2 separate regions of the Sus scrofa genome follow, and region 1 is linked to region 2. A link is a contact called in public HiChIP or PLAC-seq data. All regions are on one chromosome and are shown on one strand. Each heading gives the region's core, a stretch centred on a gene start, on an enhancer-like site or on the middle of the called end of the contact. The rest is flanking DNA. Distances are from core to core; before and after follow the strand shown.

The links. HiChIP or PLAC-seq counts read pairs in DNA pulled down with a chosen protein or histone mark.
Region 1: an H3K27ac HiChIP or PLAC-seq map of skeletal muscle shows a contact between it and region 2. The contact joins two enhancer-like sites. A contact is called at or near these places in 2 of 47 Hi-C or Micro-C datasets (embryonic fibroblasts and fibroblasts) and 1 of 2 datasets of contacts at active chromatin or transcription factors (skeletal muscle).

The regions. Positions count from the first base shown.
Region 1 is chr1:183,947,796-183,951,763 of Sscrofa11.1, forward strand. The region is part of intron 2 of SAMD4A (protein Smaug homolog 1); the gene reads left to right. Among named protein-coding and RNA genes, the nearest start is that of SAMD4A, 34 kb to the left of the region's middle. Within about 2 kb of position 2,051, at least 4 of the 83 cell types and tissues checked have an H3K27ac peak or open chromatin away from gene starts, as enhancers often do. A contact at or near this core is called in skeletal muscle, where this site is marked.
Region 2 is chr1:184,118,441-184,122,916 of Sscrofa11.1, forward strand. SAMD4A (protein Smaug homolog 1) reads left to right here. Exons shown (of 13, transcript XM_021102232.1): 10 at 2,747-2,948. Among named protein-coding and RNA genes, the nearest start is that of GCH1, 140 kb to the right of the region's middle. Within about 2 kb of position 1,766, at least 31 of the 83 cell types and tissues checked have an H3K27ac peak or open chromatin away from gene starts, as enhancers often do. A contact at or near this core is called in skeletal muscle, where this site is marked.

The DNA.
Region 1 (3,968 bases), core at 801-3,300, 170 kb before region 2:
TGTTATAATTGGCTTTCTGAATTTAGTAATAAGAATCAACTTATTAAAGCATTAGTATCTTTAATAGCTATGTAATGGCCAATCTTATGAAGATATCATGGTTGTTAAATATTATTGTGATAGAAAAAAAATTGAGTTTTATCCCAGTTTTTCCACTATTACAAAATACTGGGCTGTACCTTTTTTAAGTACATGTTTTAAAACACTGATCCTAATCCTTTCCTTAGGAAAAATAGACGTGCTGTGTCAAAAGTTATTTTTTTCTCTCTTACTCCCTCTATAAAAATTGCTCTATCTTTCTGATTTTTAAAGGAAACACAAGCTCATGGCAAAAAATAAATCAGGGCAAAGCAGAGAAGAAAATAAATAACCCGTAATTATTAATATAAACAACACTGTCAGGAACATCCTGTTCCTCACATTTTTATGCACTTATCCTGATTTCTTTAGCATAAATTTCTAGAATTGCTGGGGTAATGCACATTGACATTTTGATAGACATGCCCAATTAGTATACCTGTTTTTAAGACCTTTAATTTCTATTGTCATACTGCCCTAGATATCTGTAGTAATAGCTACTTTTTGAATAAGTGAGGACTCAAATATGGGCATATATAACCCAACATAAAGCCAACTGTTACATATTTATGACAGGAACACACTGAATTTTGTATCTACCGGTGCCATCATTATAAATAATCTCATCACCTTAAATCATCTTTTTAAAACTATAGGTAAAATTATTGGAGCCTACGAGTTTTGTTTTGTTTTTTTTTTTAATGGTGAATATTTATTTATTTATTTTTTACAGATTCTTTGAAGTGAAATTTACATGTTCAAAAGTTCACCCACTTTAAAGTGTACAGTTCAGTGATTTTTTTTAAGCAAATGTACAGGGTTGTGCAACCATCACCACAATCCAATTTTAGAATATTTTCATCACCCTCTAAAAGATTCTTTGTGCCTACCCTTAACTTCAGGCAGTCACTAATCTACTTGCTGTTTCTGTTGTCCTATTTTTAATATAAATGGCTTTTAATGTAAATGCAATCCTGCCATTTGTGGCCTGGCTTGTTTCATTAAGTATGTTTTCAAGGTTCACCCATGTTGCGGCATGTATCAGTACTCCATTCTTTTTTTATAGCTAATTTCCCATTGTATGAAAATACTGCCTCTTGTTTATCCATTCATCAGTTTATGTAGAGTTCACAAATTTTGCATGAAAAATTTTTTTCTTTGAAGGATAAGAATTTTTTTTTTTTTAGTGCTTGGATTGTATTGAGAGAAATAGGCTTCACTTTTGATGATAAAAGATTTAGAATCAGAAGAACTGAGCTTTATTTCTGGACCAGGTATTTCTCTGTCTATACGACCTTGGCTCGTTTTAATCTTTCCATCTATCAGTGGAGAAAAAAATACCATCATTGCCTCACACTATTATAAGAATTAAATGAGATAATACCCTAGGTGAAAATACCTTAGTACTTTGGAAACTACAAAACAGTATACAAATAAACAGGTATCATCAATAACAATAGTAATACTACTTGTAAATTTTTCAGGTAGAGTTCCTTCTGATTACTCCTCAAATTATAGATGGACTGGTTGAGTAGACATCCCCTTAAAGCTCTGTGCCTCTTTTCTTCTTAAAATACTGGGGCTTCTTCATGTGAAATAAAAATTTCAGGAGACTTTATGGACTTGTAGTCTTGGATCTTGGAGAAAAGAGACCTGTATTCCTGCATACTCCCAGATCCTACTTAATTCTACTCCAAACCTTGTACCACATCATTTCCTAAGGCCAGACTGGGCTGAGTAATAACAACCTTTTGGCAGATCAAATTTCAATTTTAAAATTCAGGAAGCAAAGCCATGTTCTGACCTTCCTTCTTTCTTAAATTATAGCTGAATGTCCCTTTTCCGTTTTTAGGCCAGTGAAATGCCTGGTTTGTGCCAGACCAAAGGGAAGCCGGGCCCCTCCTCTGTATACATCACTGTCATAAACCCAGGCAGTCTGGTGAGGCAGCTACTTATGAAATAATAGCGCAGCATTAAGTGCCCCACACCTGAAGTCAGGCTCTTTGGAAGATATTATCCAGGATTTTGTTGTTGTTGTTGTTAGGGGTTTTGTTTTTCTGATTGTTCCTAAAAATATCTGTGTTACGTTTATCCAGTACTTCCATTGACCCAGCTGCTTGGAATCTGGTGAACTGTCAACAGGATATCATTTCTTTCAGAACTTGTTATTCTGCTGGAACTGTGCTCTGCTGTTCTGTGATTGAGTGAGCCACCAGAGAACCCCTGCACTTAACTTTCTAGACTAGTGTGAGTTCTCTCTGTCGCCCAGGATCTAATTAGGGCTGGTATCTCTCAAGTAACTGGTTTAACGTGTGTAGCTTATTAAAAGTCTACCACTGACAAATAATATGGGGCTAGCCTGTAGGAGCTATTGTAGAGCCCCTTTCGTGGTAAGATTTCAAGTCAGGGAGGGTCCTTTGGTTTCCTAACAGAACATCAGCCCTCAGGACCCACACACTGCACTTGACATGCCATCAGCAACCTTCATCCTTCGCGAGGAAAGCAGTTTGCAGGGCAAGTTGGTTATCAGTTACTCCATGTTCTCCAAGAGCTATCATTTTACCATGTTAGTCCCAGGATCCAGCTTGCTTAGACTATGCTAACTCAGCTGTGCACAGATGTGCCTTTACCAGCAGAGTTGAGTTGCAGCATCTGGACTTTGCCTTCTATCAACAGTCGAAGGAGGAAATGGCCACTGGGCTTCAGCTGAGGTCGCCCTTCCTTATTTCTGAGCTTAGTTTATGGAGGGACGATGCCATAAATTCTTTGAGCTCGGCCAGAGAAAATGGGCCATCTCTCCTGACAGATCCATCTGCTTCCATGTTGATGAAATTGAGAATTCCTAACCTATCATGTTTCCTTTTTAGCTGTGGTCTCCTAAGTGGAGAGCCAAAATTAGTGCTTCGTTACAGTACCTCTCATCTCTATTTCCTGGTGGTTATCTCCTCTTTCTTCCATGTGGATTAGTTCTTCTTTTCTTTACTTCAACGATCCTGTACATGTGTTTATTTTAAGCCATTTTAAATCCTTTATGGAAGTAGGTAGAGTTCAGATGATAAATAAAGTGGCATTGCTTGTATTATTGTCATAGTCACGTTATTGATTGGTCTTTGGTGTTAAGTCTCTTGCTTCCCTCTGAAATTCTTTATTTTTGTTTCCTTCACATTTGGATGGGGATTAAAAAACAGGAATATGAGTGAAAAAGGAATATGATCCTCAGCTGAAGCCGGGAACCATTTTTATAGTTTCGAGTTACAAAGCCCATTGCGCAAATATTTTTATTTTCATGTAAATCAAAGAGCCATCACTTCTCTCAGGGACAGTTTAAGAGCTGGAATAAATGGCTAGTGGACTTCAGGGGCCAGGGCTCCCCAGGAGGCTTCAGTGTTAGAATTCATAAAGCATCTTTTCGTTGAAGGTCATATATGGGTGAGGAGTTGCTTTTTTAAGCAGCAACCAAGGCTTATGACTTGGAGATAAAACTCAGACACCCTCATGCACTGTACGTAAGATCTGATATGAGTACTGGGGTTGCCTGGTTAGAGTGACTTAAAGACTTTAGGATAAGGTGATGGTTCTTGGTCATTGGAAGTGGGAGAAAACTCCAAAGGCATCCGGCAAGAATGGTGGAGAGACTATCAGGGAAAACAATATATATAAATAAAAAAAGAAGGGGAAAGCAAGGTGGAGACAGCAGGACCCAGGGAGGCTTGTGGGATGAGAAGAGGGATGTGGGAGAGAGAGCTCATAGCTTAGGGAAACATGGAATTAGCATCCCCTTTACGTGGAACATCTTTCCAAGGTCTGGACCACTCCCTTAGGATTAAGTGGAAAATTGCTATTCAAAGGGGAAGTGCATCCATGTACTGCTATATTATTTTAAACTTAGA
Region 2 (4,476 bases), core at 516-3,015:
ACAGGCCCTCATGAGACAAGTTCCAATTCCAAGAGGAGGAAGGAATTCACAGTTGATGATGAAGATGGAACTTGCAAGCTTTTGCTCCTCCTCTGCAAAGTGCCATCCTCTGCCTTTGCCAGCCCTGCTTTGCCCTTGGTCCACATCAGAGTTCCTGTTAACCTTGACTTCTCTAGAGCGTTATTAACCAACACTTGAATTGGCCCAACCCAGGGTTTGCCAGGTGGGAGCCCTGATGGACGTCCTTTCATTGATTAGATAAGAGTGAATTCAATCAGTGCTTGTGGATGTTCAACTGGAAGTTGCTAAAGCTCCAGAAAATAATTTGTTCTCATAAATATTACCTCTGGGATATTTTTATGCTATTAATTTACTTTGAAGACCTGCTTTTCCCATAATACAAAGGTAACTGCAGCCTGGGCCCTGCTTGAATTATCACAAATCCCAAATTAATTGGTTCTTATTAATGTTATTTTATCAGCCTTTTCATGCATTTCAAGGTAATGAAATCAGTTCGTTAGATTTAGGAAAGCAGAGAAAGACACAGATGGGCTGAGCAAGAGAAAGAAAAATGAAAACTTACTTTTGCCATTTTGTTCTCTCTCCAGAAAGAATGATTATTTCATTAAGTCCAGTGATCTTAAGTGACTTAGGCATTCACTCTGGTTACCAGCAGTGACAACCCTCAACAAGTCTGGCTTTGTAATAACCAACTAAAGGCAGCACAGTGGGGTCCCACCATCATTAGAAAGATGGCCTAACCAAATTCTCCCTCCATCCAGGTCATTCCCAAAACACTCTGGGCTCTACCATCAGCTCCATGAGTCCTAACGTTAGGAGTCTACCTTTCTCCCATGGCTAAGTGTCCCATAGCAGAGTCCCCTGCCCATGTTATATTGCTTAGGAAAACTGTCTTGCCTTCCTGGAAGCACAGATCACTTTAGCATCACTCCTTGACTGCTCTGTTTTTGCATATGAAATAACTTTTAAAAATCCAACCAAAAAGGAAAATGAGCCAAAAAGCTATCTGCACTAAATAAGGAAAAATCTTAGCAGAATACTGAATCATCTACCAGGTGACCAAAATTCTGAGTCCAAAAATTAAACAAGTTTTCATAGTTAAAAAATAAAATAAAATAAAAAACACCACGTGATCCTTGTCTCCACCTGTCACCTTGTCCATACTCCAAAGGAGGACTCTCCCATTACGTGAAATTACTCCTATTCCTCTTGCCTCAAATTTCTTCTTTCAAACCAAACATTTTAAACCTTAGCAAAAGAAGGAGGGAAGAGAAGGGAAAAGTGAGAGGAAGGATAAGATAAACAGAGAGACCCAGACCCTGGGAGTCGATGAGCCTCTGACCAGAACTGGGAACCCCTTGGCTACAAAAGCCTGGAAAGAAGTGGAAAAACACAAGCCCAACAATCAGTTGCCACCAGTTCACTGTGGAATTCTCTTCCCCGCCCCCCACTTCCTTGGAAATGTAGGAATTCTGGGGAGGAAAGAAACATTTTCTGAGATAACTGTACTGATGATGCTCCGCCCCCTCCCCTCTCCACCGCCTCCCCCCACCCCCCGCCACGCAAAACTCTCTTTTTCCCGGGAAATAACTGTTTGGCAGCAGCCCCCTCCCCACCTTCTGGTTAAACTACGTCAGCCCTGTCTCCCAGAGTCTCCACACAGGCTTGGTGCATACCTCCCCTGTGTGACTTGCCCCTGTGCAAGGCAAGTCTGTTCCATCTTGTGGCCATTGGAGGTAAAGCATTTCGATTTAAAAAGCAGTGAATGACTAAAGCTGACTCTTCTTGGAAAGAATGTGCTGGTTCCTGAAACCCTGCTGGCTGCCGTGCTCCCTCCCTGCTGCAGGGGAAGAGTTCTTCGGCGCTGAGGTCATCAGACCAATGGGAGCAGAGTGTCCAAGCCTGATGCCAGGGGTCCCCGGCCACCTCCCTGCGCAGACCCAGGCGAAGCGTGTAACCAGGGTCTTCATGCAGGAAGGGCCTGAGACACCGGGAACGGTCACTGTCCTGGGCCCAAAACGCTTGCCAACATCATCATCTTCATCCTCATATCCCTCGTCTTAGCCTGGCAGTCTGAGCCCCCAATGTGGGGTCTGCTCCTCTATTCGGAGAGGCAATCATGACGGCAGAGACCGAGTCATTCATTCATTCAACCTGCATGTACTGCCAGCAGCCTATCCAAGCATGGGCCCCTCGGGATTGATGAGGACAGATGCCGTCTTTTTTCTTGGGGAGCTTATGCTCAAAGGCCACTTCCTGCAAGTCGGCTGCCCACCCAGACCTGAGAAACAGACTTTGGTCTGATGGAAGGGGCACTGGTGCTGGCGCTGCGCTTTCTTGCTGTGTGGCCTCAGGCTGGGCCCGTGAGGGCTCAGGGCATGTGACACAGCGGAAGAAGGAGATCCCACTGGTGAAACTGGGCTCATATTCCAGCACTGCACCCTAATGGCTGTGTGACCTCTGGAAATTATTAAGCTCTCTGTTTTACTTCAGCTGTAAAAGGGATAGAATGCCTGCTTCCTCGGGTTGTCAGGAGGATTGCAGAATCACCGTAGAGTCCCAGTGCTATTAGTGCTCAGATTAAGCTGTCATTTCAGTCATAGAGCCCTGACCCCCATAGTCCTCATAACTATCAAAATGTGAGCCCACCCCAAGGAGGCACCTAGGGGCTGGGAAGGGCTGAGGATGACTGATGGCCTTGGTTCTTCTCTGCTTGATTTCACAGTCGTGGCTTTGGACAGTCCAACTCACTCCCGACGGCCGGCTCTGTGGGCAGTGGCATGGGCAGACGGAACCCACGCCAGTACCAGATCCCTGCCCGGAATGTCCCTTCCGCCCGCCTTGGCCTCTTGGGCACCAGTGGCTTCGTCAGCTCCACGCAGCGCAACACCGCAGCCAACCCCACCATCATGAAACAAGGAAGACAGGTCTGCTCCTCCCCGGGGAAGAGGGTGGGCCAGCCAGGCTCAGGACATCTCAGCAGATAATGACCCCAAGGCGAGGGGAGTGGCCTGGGGGTGGGACCCTCCACCGAGGACAGTTGTCCCTGTGCCTCAGAGGCTCTTTGCACCATTTCACTGGGGATAAAGCAAGGCCGTGGTGGCACCTGGCTTCCCAGGGATTTCTTTAGGATGCTCTATGACCACCTTAACGGTGGGGGTCCTGCACATGGAGCCTGTAGGAAGAAATGCAAGACCTACGGCTTCTTTCTTTTCTAATCAATTTTTGTTGAAGTATAGTTGATTTACAGTGTTCTGTTAGTTTCAGATGTACAGCAACGTGATTCAGTGTTATATATTCTCTTTCAGATTCTTTTCCCATATAGGTTATTACAAAGTATTGGGTAGAGTTCCCTGTACTACACAGTAGGTCCCTGTCGTTTGTCTATCTTATGAGTAGCAGTGTGTGTATGTTACTCCTAAATTCCTAATTTATCCCTGCCTCACAGACCTAGTTCTTCTTTGCCTTGATCCTTGACCTGTCCCAGCAGATCCCACCACCTTCCAGATTTGGCTTCCAGAAGAGCCTGAGCATTTAAGAAGCTTTCTTAGCCTTTTCATCTGAGGCAAATAAGATCCCAGCTGTGGTAGAGAAGCCACAGGAAGGAGCCTGAGAGAGGCTGTCAGAGGGAGAGTTGAAACATTCCCAGTCCATCAAGGCCAGGCTGCCTAGGGGTTCTTGCTGTGTGGCTTAGAGCTGACCTCTGTCCCCTGGCTCCTCGACCCATTTGTCCCTTCCCCCACCCCACCCAGCACCAGCTTCGTGGGGATCTGCCATTTGGGGCTGGGGTCAGAAGAACACAGGTGGGTCTGAGGTTGTCATGAGAAGCTGAGGGTTGACAGCTTGGTTTAAAAACAGGAAATAGGCAGGATTCACTCCCCCAAGGAAGCAGCACAGGGTAGGAGAAAGCCCCCACGCCCTGACCGCTGCAGGAAGCCCCCACACCCGTCCAAGAGGAAATCACCACTAGGACACCCGCGCCATAAGAAACACACCAGCTGAGTTGTGCCAGCTTGTTGCCAGCTGAGCGTTCTTTTTTCTCCTCCTCGCTTTGTAGTAAATTGTAAGAATCTCAAAAAGAAAATCAAATGAGAGCCCTGAAATAGTCTTCATTGCAGACATTTATAGAACTCCCCCCATTTCCTAGAAAAGTGAGAGGAAAAGCAAAGGCAACAGAAGGGATAAAAAGAGTTTTGGAGGTAGCGAAGGAGATGCATGTCCAGATTAAGCTAAGGCTTCAAGAGGAGCCTGGGGCTGAGGGCTTGGGGAGGGGAGGGTGTTAAAGAAAATGAATGGAATCTAAAACCCCCCTCCCTAAGTAAGCCGACACATGGCTCAGGCCTATAAGCCCTTTTCCAGAAGTTAGCAGAGAGGTCTCCCAAGGGATTTGCCTCCTAGATTCTGGCTGGTGGCCTGGTCCCGTCCCCCGACCCCACCCACCCCCCGCCCACATGT